2 separate regions of the Aedes albopictus genome follow, and region 2 is linked to region 1. A link is a contact called in public Hi-C data. All regions are on one chromosome and are shown on one strand. The core of a region is the stretch at or near the end of the contact, and the rest is flanking DNA. Distances in the headings are between cores, read along the strand shown. Region 1 holds the start of LOC109418407 (serine/threonine-protein phosphatase PP1-beta catalytic subunit). Region 2 holds the start of LOC115254271.

The links. Hi-C and Micro-C count contacts between places; a contact is called where the count stands out from the background.
Region 2: a contact with region 1 is called in a Hi-C map of embryo, with 4 times the contacts expected there. The contact joins the promoter of LOC115254271 here to the promoter of LOC109418407 in region 1. A contact is called at or near these places in 2 of 3 Hi-C or Micro-C datasets (embryo and whole body).

The regions. Positions count from the first base shown.
Region 1 is chr3:25,591,711-25,597,615 of AalbF5, reverse strand. It overlaps LOC109418407 (serine/threonine-protein phosphatase PP1-beta catalytic subunit), which reads right to left and starts at 3,270. Exons shown (of 8, transcript XM_029865674.2): 1 at 2,927-3,270.
Region 2 is chr3:25,866,678-25,872,713 of AalbF5, reverse strand. LOC115254271 reads right to left here and starts at 3,393. Exons shown (of 1, transcript XM_029853880.2): 1 at 2,905-3,393. The coding sequence starts at 3,393. The coding sequence ends at 2,905. LOC109418407 (serine/threonine-protein phosphatase PP1-beta catalytic subunit) reads right to left here. Exons shown (of 8, transcript XM_029865674.2): 3 at 4,962-5,093; 4 at 4,672-4,887; 5 at 4,454-4,593; 6 at 4,293-4,391; 7 at 3,986-4,225; 8 at 67-3,915. The coding sequence ends at 3,799.

The DNA of each region.
Region 1 (5,905 bases), core at 2,021-4,520:
TCGGATAGCAACCCGACTAAAATGGTTCTCGAGAGTCATCCGACCGGTACAAGAAGACGTGGAGCGCAGCGAGCTAGGTGGGTCGAGTGGAGGACGATCTGCGGACCCTACGCAGAGTGCGGAACTGGAGACAAACAGCCATGGACCGAGTGGAATGGAGGCGGCTACTATGTACAGCAGAGGCCACCCCGGCCTTAGCCTGATCGGTAAGGTAAGTACGGGAGTTTGGTTTTGGTTCCACAAATTTGATTTAGGGTTTCCTCCAGGAACTCCTGGTGGATTTCCAGAAGAAATTCTAGGCGTATACTCTTTTTCTTATCGTAGAGAATTCCCATAAGGAACTCCTGGATTGGAGATAAACCAGTCGCGTACTGAAAATCTCCTTAATAAAGCTAATAATAATAAAAGGAACTCCGGGAATATTTTTAGACAAAGAAAAACTCATGGAAGAATCCCATAAGAAACTCCTTAGGTATTTTCAAAAGAAACTTCTGGAAGCTTTCTATAATCAACTCGTGAAAGGATTTCAAAGGATCACCAATAGGACTCCCAAAAGCCATTTCTGGAAGCTTATCAAAAGAAACTTTTGAAGATTTGTCAAGGGTGCTCCTGGAGAATATCTCCAAGGAAACCTTGAAGGATTTTCAGAAGGAGCCCCTGGACTATTTCCAGAAGGGACCCTTGGATCATTTTTGGAAAGAAGTTTGGGAGAATTCAGAGAAGGAATATCTGGAGGATTTCCATATTGTATTTATGACTTAAACTGCCTATGATCGCATAATTGTCCCATATGAATAAGAAATCCTGCAAATATGGGACTGATATGCGAACATAGGCAGTAACTCCTTTAAGATTCCTAAAAGGATCTCGTGGAAGAAACTCTTGACGCAGTGCCAAATCCTAGGGGTATTCCAAAGGCGATTGTAGAGAGCATTTTTCAAAAACTTTAGGGAGTTCCAGAAGATATTACTGAAGGAATTCCAGATGCTTCTGGAAAAATCTCAGATGAGTTCAAGAAGATTTTCCTGGAAGAATCCTATCAGGAAATCTTTAATAAAAACCAGATAAACTGTTGCAAGAAACCCAGAAAGAATTTCTGGGTAAATAAATGATATCTACATAGTCACAGAATTCTCAGATAATTCCAAAATACTTCCAAGGTAAATGGAATTCCTTGATAATTTCAAGTTGTTTCATGTCTTATTCATTGTACTCATTAATTTAGATATTAGCCAAAACCATTCTAAGTTTTTAATGCTTTTACTTAGTAGTTATAGATATTTTGACGAAATGCTGAGATTCTCGTTGACTTTCGACTAATTTCTAAAGTAGACTTGATCAATTTTTACGCATTCTTCTCCCAACGAATCAAAACGCAACATCTATCGATAAATCACATTTTCTGGGTTACTTTCATTGAACCATCCCAACCCAAAATCAAGTTTCATTGTGAAACCCATCTCCTTTCCCACTGTGCACCAGGATTAACGAGGGTAACTTTCGTCCGGAGCGCTGCGACGTCCGACGGAGGTCATCCCGAGCGGGCGGCCACTGCGCGGGGCATGTGAATGTTGTTGTTCCCTTCTTCTGTGTCGTTACTATCCGCCCTCTCGTGAATGTGTGTGCTTCACTTTTCATCGTCTCGTGTTTATTCTTCATTTTTTCACTTCAAAAAGTTGCCCTGCCTTCTGTCCACCGCAGGTCGATTCCCCCTTTAAATCACCCTAGGTTTACGGTTCTTCACACTCGTCTTCGTCACGTTTTTTTACCCTGTTTTTTTCGCACTACTTTGTGTGAGCTTTGCTGGAATCCGACACACGCAATGACTGATATATTTACAAATACACTGTCAGCCACTTCTCTAGCTGGACTGGGTGATAATGATCCATCACACAATCACACAATATCTTCCCTTTTTTGCACAAGACACGACCTATATGGCACTGGCAAGTTTAAATCCCCCTGTTCCGCGCACACTGACTGACTGACTGACTGACTGGTCCCGGATGACAACAGCTGGCAAGAAAATTGCCCGTACTTCCTTCGAAAGGAACACTCACTCATTCAAATCGCACAGATCTGCGTTTATTTTATTTACTTCCCCCGCATCTGTCAGAATCCCACAGACAACCGAAACTCCCGGATTGCTACGCACGGATCGGAATTCCTTCACACACTGAACGAAATTTTCTTCCCGAATTGAAGTTTTCTCGCACACACACCCTTTTTCATCAGAGATGCCACGATGAGCGAAAAAAAAACTGTAATCTAGATCACCGCCATGCGATCGTCTCTGCTCATCCGTCGCACACCACCACTCGTCCGCTAGATCCGACACAATTCCGCAAAAATAATGAATACACTGAAGTTTTTTTTTACGACGGTAATGGTCCCGCGTAAAAAAAAACCGCGTAAAAAAAAACCGCGTTATTTCAAGACCCGTCGTAAAAAAAAACCGCGTTATTTCAAGACCCGTCGTAAAAAAAAACCGCGTTATTTCAAAAAACGTCGTAAAAAAAGTCAAGTCACGTTAGATGTGGTGCTGACTATTTTACGCGTGTTTTTGAAAAAACGCGGATTTTTTTTACGACGGTTTTTGAAATAACGCGGTTTTTTTTTACGACGGGTCTTGAAATAACGCGGTTTTTTTTTAGGACGGACCGCGTAAAAAAAACCGCGTAAAAAAAAACCGCGTAAAAAAAAACCGCGTAAAAAAAAACTTCAGTGTAATCGGGAGCACTAATTTTCATTCCCCCAGCACAACATTCGCACGACGGCACAAAACGTGCACCGCTTCTCGTCAGGGGTGACTACTACGATGATACGCAATAAAAAAAAATAAAATCAGATTTTTCCCTCCCGGTTTACAGTCCGTGTCCAATCCAATCGAATCAAAATCCGTCCGGATGAAGAAGAAAATATTCACCTTTCTCGGCTCACACCCAATTCCGAAATTCCAAATTCCGAGCACTCTCCGACTGATGATGGACCGAGAACCGCACCACAATCTTCACACACCGCACACTCTTGGAGAACGCGCAACGAAAACGCGGAACTTCGATCTGCTGCCAGTCGCGGAAAATGCTACTAATCGAATGATGAGACAGTGGCTGGCTTCGCTGGACACACACCGACCGGAACGGAACGCGGCTTTGGTAGTAGATTCGTCGACTCAACTCGGTAGTAGCTGTGGCACTCGGACTCGGCTTCCTGGCTCGCTCGCAAAGTATATTCACATCACACACCGCACGGCACGACGACACGAGAATGAAGAAGACTCGCTCGGCGTTCGCTCAAACTTTTTTTTTTTTCTGGTGATGGGCGTGTGTTTGTGTGTCGGAGTGCGGACGATTGTCGTGCTCACGCACACAACGACACCGATTCATCGTTTGATGCGCAAATCGAACAGGAAAACGATAAGTAGCTTGGCAGGGCTGTCTGTCGTCAGGGGTGTGCACAATGTTGCCCGTTTCGTGCGTAATTTTTGAACAGGAAATAAAAAATCCCAGCAAGTAAAATGCATGTTAGACAACTGCGAGACGTTCGTAAGACATGCTGCTGCTCGCCTGTGATTAACCTTTTTGTTTTTCTTTTTATAGGACCGACCCACTAAAACCTCATTCTCTCAACCTTACCTTCGCGGAGCGCCGGTCAGGGACGACTTCGAGAAAAGGAGGGGGCCGTACGAGCACCCTCTGATGGTAAGCGCTCCACCAGCTACCGCTTTAAGTTGTCCTCTCTCTCTCCCCTGGAAGATTGCTTCCTGGCTGACACTACAGCACAGAACAGATGTGTATCTTCGAACAAATTTGAAGTTTCGAGGTGGAAGTGGCAAAATTTTCACTGGGAGAACTAGATTGGAACCAATTTCCTTGGAGAAATAAAAATCATCAAAGCGTACCTCGCTCCCGCCCTATGCTCGCTGTACAAAAAAGCTTGCTTTCCACCACCAGGTCCAGCAATCAAACGAGCGGCTCTTTTCGTGATGAAGATTCACCCCCGTGACTACAGACTTGAACTCAAGCTCCCTGATAAAGCCCTTCAACTTGCTGTTGGTCGGCTTGCCATTTTCTCTGTACTGTTGTATATGTTGGATCCCAGCAATCATTTGTATACAAATATATCCAAACCGCATTTAGTTCACCACTGGACTGCGCACTGAGTCTGAAGTGCGAAAACGTAAATAAAACTGCGCTGTTGCCGCTGGCCACACTGCCTCTTGATGTGTCAAAAGAGGCAATAATGAGTAACAAAGAAGCCTCAAATAGATAAAATGTTAGATTACGAGAGCCAGCGAGACGTAAAACCCTGCCGAAATGGTCAGGATAGTTGCACGAATTTATTAGATACTATTATTTCTTGCATTGTTTAGTCTAAATTGAATTTATTATTCTAGTTCATGTAAGGGTGAGTAATAATGATAGGAAATTCTTTATATGTGAATTATTTAACTCAAATGAATTATTTATAGCTAGACAAAATGTGCTATGCTAGGACCAACAGTATCAAGAACTCTGTTGCGCTGTTAAAGGCAGAACGTGTGTAAAGGGCGTCACCGAAAGTGTAAGAAAAGTTACAGTGTAAATTCCTATTTTATTGAACTAATAAAAACTATATTTGCAGTTTAAAGCTGCACAAACGCACGATTCGCGTTGATCTGAGGCTGCTAAAAACCCGGTGTAAATTCCCCTTATGCCCCCGCAACATGCGCGATTGCATCAAATCAAATTGATGTCTTCGGCGCACTAATGCTTCGATGTATGATGAATAAGTGCTCTGAAGACACCGAGTCGAGTGGATGCAATCGCGCACTTTTATTTGCCGTTTCGCACTCTTGAAAACTATTGCGATAGTCCAGTGGTGAACTAAATGCGCTATATTTGAATTTGATCACAGCAACCCTCGCTTGACTATATAAGTGATAGGGCTGACAGTAGATTGATGATTCTAATGCCATTTTTCTTTTTGATCCAGTTCCAACCTGGGTTGGAACTGGATGAGATCACAGTTTGAACCCCAACCCGATTTCGGTTTCGCTTGTACTAAAGTTTATACATTTTCCGCCAATCCAGTTCCAACCCAGGTTAAAAAAGAAAAACGGCATAAGTGTGGTAGTTTAGCAGATCAGTGAGTAGGCCGAGATCTTCAAATTATCATTATTAGTCGAGACGTCAACTGGAGGAGCACCACATTACGGATTCTGTCCGTTGAGTTAGGCGATAAAATGATGAAGTTCACCCAAAGGTTGACTGCCTCATGAACGGCTTCTATCCGTTGAGATAGGCGACATGATTGTATCCAGCTTTTTCCGCTAGCGTGCCATAATACAGTGCGAGAAATAAGTATAAAGACAGAGCCGTTTTCCATACAAAATAATCATGTTTAGGGATCAAAATATCTTTTTCTAGCGATTCGATTGTTATGGAATTTTGTCTGCCACCTTAAAATTACTAGAATTTTGGCTAGAAATATAAATCATCATCCATGAAAACGTTTATATCGACTTTTCAGATTCAAATAAATATAAAGACACATTTTTATATGGAAATCAGTGTCTTTATATTTAATTGAATCTGAAAAGTCGATATAAACGTTTTCATGGATGATGATTTATGTTTCTAGTCAAAATTCTAGTTATTTTAAGGTGGCAGACAAAATTCCATAACAATCGAATCGCTAGAAAAAGAGATTTTGATCCCTAAACATGATTATTTTGTATGGAAAACGGCCCTGTCTTTATACTTATTTCCCGCACTGTACTTGAATCACCCCCTTCTGACAATTCTTGCCGCCGCTATAATAATCATAATGGATGAATCAAAGCAAACTTTGCGAAGATGAAAATGTTAGTTGTTGATAATAAAACGATAAAACGTCAGAAATTCTCAACAATCATCAAAGTAAA
Region 2 (6,036 bases), core at 2,144-4,643, 270 kb before region 1:
CTTCAAGTGTTCCTTCTGGGCATCCTCCAAGAGTTCTTTCTGAGAATCCTCCAGGAATTCTTTCTAAAAACCTTCCTGGAATTCCTTCTGAAAATCTCCCAGGAAATCTTTCTAGAAATTATCCAAAAATAATTTCTGGGAATCCTTCAAAAATTCCTTTTGGGAGGCCCTCCTTGAATTCCGTTTGGTAGTCTTCCAGTTTCTTCTGAGAAGCCTCGAGGAATACTTCTGGAAATCCTGCAAAATCTGTTTCCGAAAATATTTCAGGAATTTATGATGGAAGCGTACCCGGAATTCCTTCCGCAAATCTTCCAGAAGTCTGTTCTAGGTATTCCCAGAAAATTCTTCTGAAATTTCTTCAGATGTTCCTTATGGGAATCCTCTAGGACTGCATTTTGAAAATCTCTAGGAGTTTCTTCTGGGAATCCTCCAAGAGTTGTATCTGAGAATCCTCCACAAATTTCTTCTGGAAACCTTCAAGTTTTTCTCTGGAAATCCTCCAGGAGTTTCTTCTAGGAATCCTCCGGCCGTCTATCTAAGAATCCTTCAGAATTTTCTTCTAAAAGCCTTCCTGGACTAACTTCCTGAAATCTTCCATGGGATTTTTTTTCTGGAAATCTTCTAAAAATTCCATCTGGAAGACGTCCGGGAATTGTACAGGTGTTCTTTCTGAGAATCCTCTAGAAATTCCTTCTGGAATTTCTCCATGACGTCCTTCTGGGAATCCTCGAAGAGCTCTTTCTGAGATTCCACAAGAATTTCCTTCTGTCTATCGATCAACTGATTAACATCAGCGAATCCAATCAGCGCAGATTCGTTCTTTCTCTGTTGGGCGTTAATATTTCAGCCTCATGGGTTTGGAACCTTTCAAATAGCGTACGATTTTCTTCGGCATTTGCTAGTGAACCTCATGATGTCAGGCCTAACGCACAACATTGTGTACGGTACACCAAACTTCATAGGACGATCAACACATTCTCTTGAATCATCCAGGTATGATGACCAATCGGTGTCTTGACTGCTTTGCGCAGTTTTTGAGTCTAAACTTGGTTGCTAGAGCTTAAATGATTGCTGCTTCTTGAGTTTACCCACGTTTTGATATTTGGAACTGACATTATAAAGCTTGCTTGACTTCTTTTGTCAGACGTATACTGCCACCACTCGCATAACAGTTCCATCTTTGCTGGTTTTCCTTTTCATATGGGACTGTTTTGCGAGTGGAGGGTATACTTCCAATAAGTAGCAAATCGTTAACACAGATGATGAAGTACACTAATCCATCGTCTATTTGTCGATGCTTCTTACGTAAAGACATTAGTCATGTTTGGAGTGGACAAATGATCAGCAAATGGTTCAGCTTTTCGTTCCAGGATCTAAGGCTCTGCTTCAAACCATACAGAGATTATTCCAACTTGCAGACTTGATTGGGTTTACTGGCCACACCATTCGGAACAGCCATGTAGTGGTCTTCCTTCGAGTCCCCATACGGAAGGCTGTTTCCACGTCAATGTGATGGATGAAGACACAACATTGAAGCATATCGGGACGACCAGGCTTTGCATATTTCCCAAGTAAATGACAAAGTCGCATCGAGATCGGGATGATCACGCATGTTGTTCGGGATGACCATGCTTTATACACTGTTTATGCCGTTAAGGCACTGCATTGAAGCACATCGGGACGACCACGCAACAGTTGAAATGACATGTTGTTCGGGATGGCCAGGCCATGCTTTGTACACTATTTAGGCACAGCATTAAAGCATGTCGGGACGACCTCACAGCAGTTGAAATAGAATGTTGTTCGAGACAACCCTGAATTGCACTGTTTAGGCATAGCAAGCACGTCGGGACGACCACGCTTTGCACATTCCCTAGAGGAAATGACAAAGTCGTATTGATCAGAACGACCACGCAAGAGTTGACATGGCATGTTGTTTGGGACGACCGCATTTTGCACACTGTTTAAGTGCAGTATTGAAGCACGTCGAGACGACCACCCAATAGCTGAAATGGTCGGACGACCATGCTTGACATACTGTTTAGACACAACAAGTACGTTGGGACGACCACGCTTGGTAAGAAAACGACAATCGTATTGATCAGGATGACCACGCAAGAGTAGTTATGGCACAAATTTCCCAAACGGAGGGGAACGTGCCTCTAGAGTCGACCTACTGATACCGGATACTCTCTGGTTTAGGTACAACATTGAAGAACATCGGGACGACCGTGTAACAATTTCAATGGCATTGTGTTCGGAGCGCCCGATTCCATTCGAGTCGCCGTAGAGATGTTCACGCTACTGTTCTTCATTCTGGTTGGTTTAAAAACATGCCAGTGCTCAGATATGCAGCGTGAAACCAGAACCCAAATAGACCCAGAAGAATCAGTTGAAAATGTAATACCTACGTTGTTATTTCAGAAGAAAATGATTTGAAACTACAAAAAAAGATAAGTTAAAAAAAAAACAGATTCACCAATTTCATGGAAAAACGGATTTCTCCACAAAACAATTGTTCAACCACATGATTTTTTTTCGCTGTCCATATGCGTGCTGTATTTATGCTCAGAAATTTTTCATGGAGTTCCATTTGTTTCTTCTGTTTTCTGTGACTTAAGCCCAACGTTTCGAGAATGTTTGTTTTTTAACCTGATCAAACTGAAGAAAAAGAGAAAAAAAAACATCTTCTAAAATATAAAGAAAAAGTACAAAAGTTCATCTCTAAAAACTAAAATGACTCAGTTGTGATTTACTCTTGTGTATGCGTGTGAGAAAGCTTCTTTCCGAAGCTTCATTTGACGAACCTAAAAAAAGAAAGCTAATCAAGCACTAATCCTAATTCTCTCTACTGCAAATTTTAAATCGAAGAAATTTGGATGCGTCCCTCCCTTAAAACCCCCATCAATGAACCCTCCGAAAGGTGGAGAACGTTACTGACGATGACGCTGACGATGATGATGATGCAGATTGCAGCGGCGGAGGAAGCCCACCGGTGCCGCCGATCGGTGCTGTCGATGATGCTGATGAGGGTGCCGAAGAGGACGACGACGACGACGACTTCAGCGGTACCCACGGTGATCCGGCGGAGGCGGAAGAACTAGAACTAGATGGCGGAGGAACGGCGATTTGTACGGTTACGGCCCGAGGTGGCAATGCTGACGCTGACGGTGACGGTGATGATTCTACTGATGGTGAGTGCAGACGCAACGAGTGCAACTGCTGCACCATTACCTGGGCGGGAGGGGGCGGAGGGGGTGGTATGGTTACAATCAGTTCTTCCTCGTACTCCTCCTCGTTCGGTTCCGGATCGTCGTCGTCTTCGTGGTGGTGGTGATGGTTGTTACTGTAGTGCACGTGTCTTACTGGTTCATAATCACAGGAGGGGCCCATAAATGGCGATTGCTGTTGCTGGGAGGAAGAGGACGGTCGTCGGGAGTGCTGCTGATAATGGCGGGGGTGGTGATTTTGGTTTTCTAGGGCGCTACTACTGCTGTTACTGCTGGAGAATGAATCGGACAAACCTGCCCCGGCGCCGACGGGGACGGCTGATGATGATGCTGCTGCTGCTGCTGCGGTTGATGATGATGATGAAGACAGAGACGATGGTGGTGGTGGAGCGGGTGGGGTATTTGCCAGATCAGATGGTCCCGATCCTGCAGGTTCTGCTGCTGATGATGACGATGATGATGACGCTTTTTGTTTCCTGCTGCTGCTGCTTCCGCCGCCACCACCACCACTGCCGCCGCCGCCGCGCCGTCGTCGGGTCAGATAGCGATTCAGAAGGGAGAGAAATTATTATTTCCGTTTGCTCGGCGGCAGCTGTTGATTCTGGTTCCGCTGGGGCGTCTGCGGTCGCTGCGCGTTCGTGCCAGAGTACTGGTACTTGGCCTTCTTCTCCGATGGTTTCAGGATCTGCAAAAGGAGACAGATTCCACGAATTAGCTTTCACTCGAATCTAGGACATCCCGTCCAGTCAACCAACCTGAAATGAACACATTAGATTCTCGTCGACCGACATCATTCCACCGGCGTTGTCAAACTCTCCGCAGTAGTTCGGAGCAGAGAAGAGCGTGACCAGCGAGCGTTTGGCAAAGAATTCGTACCCATCCTCGACGACCTGGTGCGCCCGGCAGATCAGATCCAGATCGTGCATACTGAGAAACTTGGACACCACGTCGACGCCGAAGGTGAAACTCACACCGCGATCGTTTTCGCCCCAGCCCTGTTGGGAAGATTAAGAGACCATTGAGGGCCGTGAACTTGGTGAATGTGAATACCGTTTTAAATACCTTCACATCCTTATCTGGGTCACTCCACAGCAAATCGCACAGCAGCCCAGTGTCGGGAACGTCGGTTGGCCTCATGATTCTTCTGATCTGCTCCATATGCTGCCAAGGACAAAAAACAATGAAATAAAATAAAACAAGTAGACATTTTTCATTGTACTCACATTCAAATCCGGACTCAGCCCACCGTGGCAGCAGAAGATCTTCTCGTCAATAATGGCCGCAATCGGTAAGCAGTTGAAGCAGTCGGTGAAGGTTTTCCACAGCTTCACGTTGTACCTCCGTTTGCATTCGTCGTAAAATCCTGCAAATAAAACCGAACGACATGAACGATGATTTATCAAATCTACCCAAGGACCACTTCATGGACTGACGCGCTTACCGTATATCCTATTAATACTGGCACACTCATGATTGCCCCGCAGCAGGAAAAAGTTCTCTGGGTATTTGATTTTGTAGGCCAACAGCAGGCAGATCGTCTCCAGCGACTGTTTGCCTCGGTCCACGTAGTCGCCCAGGAACAGGTAGTTGGCCTCCGGGGGGAATCCACCGTACTCGAACAGCCGCAGCAGATCTGTGTACTGGCCGTGGATGTCACCTGGTTGATAGGAACAAAGAGAACAAGGATGTTTTCGATATGTTTTTTTTTTTTTCAGAATATTATTCACTTACCGCAAATTTTCAGGGGTGCTTCCAGCTCAAGAAGGATGGGCTGCTGTAGGAAAATTTCTCGCGACTTTAGGCACAGTCCACGGATTTCTTCTTCTGACATGGGTACCGCCTTGCCCGGTCGACATCCTCGCACTGCAAAGAGAAGAAATGAACGTTTTGTTCAGAAACTACAAAATATTGATTTAACTCTATAAATTTTATAGTAAATTCCTAGGAGAATAAACTGAAAGATATTTAGATCCCCGAGTTCCTGAACAAAGCTTATGCAACATACTTGTAACCAAATTTGTAAGATCATGCATATAAATGTTGTGGCTTATAACAAAACATCGCAACAAGTTTTTATTTAAATATGTTGTATAATGTGAAAACAGGTTCATTATAAAAATTTTAATATCCTGTTAACTTGTTTTTACCCTTCTTACACCCATAAGAAGGGTATAAATACCGCTCGAAAAACCGACTTTCGATCCGAGGCCCGCAGGGCCGAGTCACATATACCAATCAACTCAGCTCGACGAACTGAGCAAATGTCTGTGTGTGTGTATGTATGTGTGTGTGTGTGTGTGTGTATGTGTGTGTGTGTATGTGTGTGTGTGTATGTGTGTGTGTATGTGTGTGTGTGCGTATGTTACAAAAAAAAGTCACGCACGTTTCTCAGCCGTCTGATATCCGATTTGGATTCTCTTAGTTGCAAATGAAAGCTACACAACATCCTAGTAGAACCCTATTGAATTTTATTACGATCGGACGTTTGGTTACCGAGATATCTTTCGAAGAGTACTTTGAAGTAACATAGGTTAGCTTTTTGAGACATTTTTGACATTTAGCATATTGATGAATATCTTAGCCGTCTGTCAACCGATTTGAGTTCTCTTGGCAGCAAATGAAAGCTACAACATCCCAGTAGAACGCTCTGAAATTTTATTTCGATTGGACATTTGGTTACTGAGATATCTTTCGAAGAGTACTTAGGACTTATACAACTAAACTTTTTGAGATTTTTGACCAAGTGTATCATAATAAATATCTCAGCCGTCTGTCAATCGATTTCGATTCTCCTGGCACCAAATGA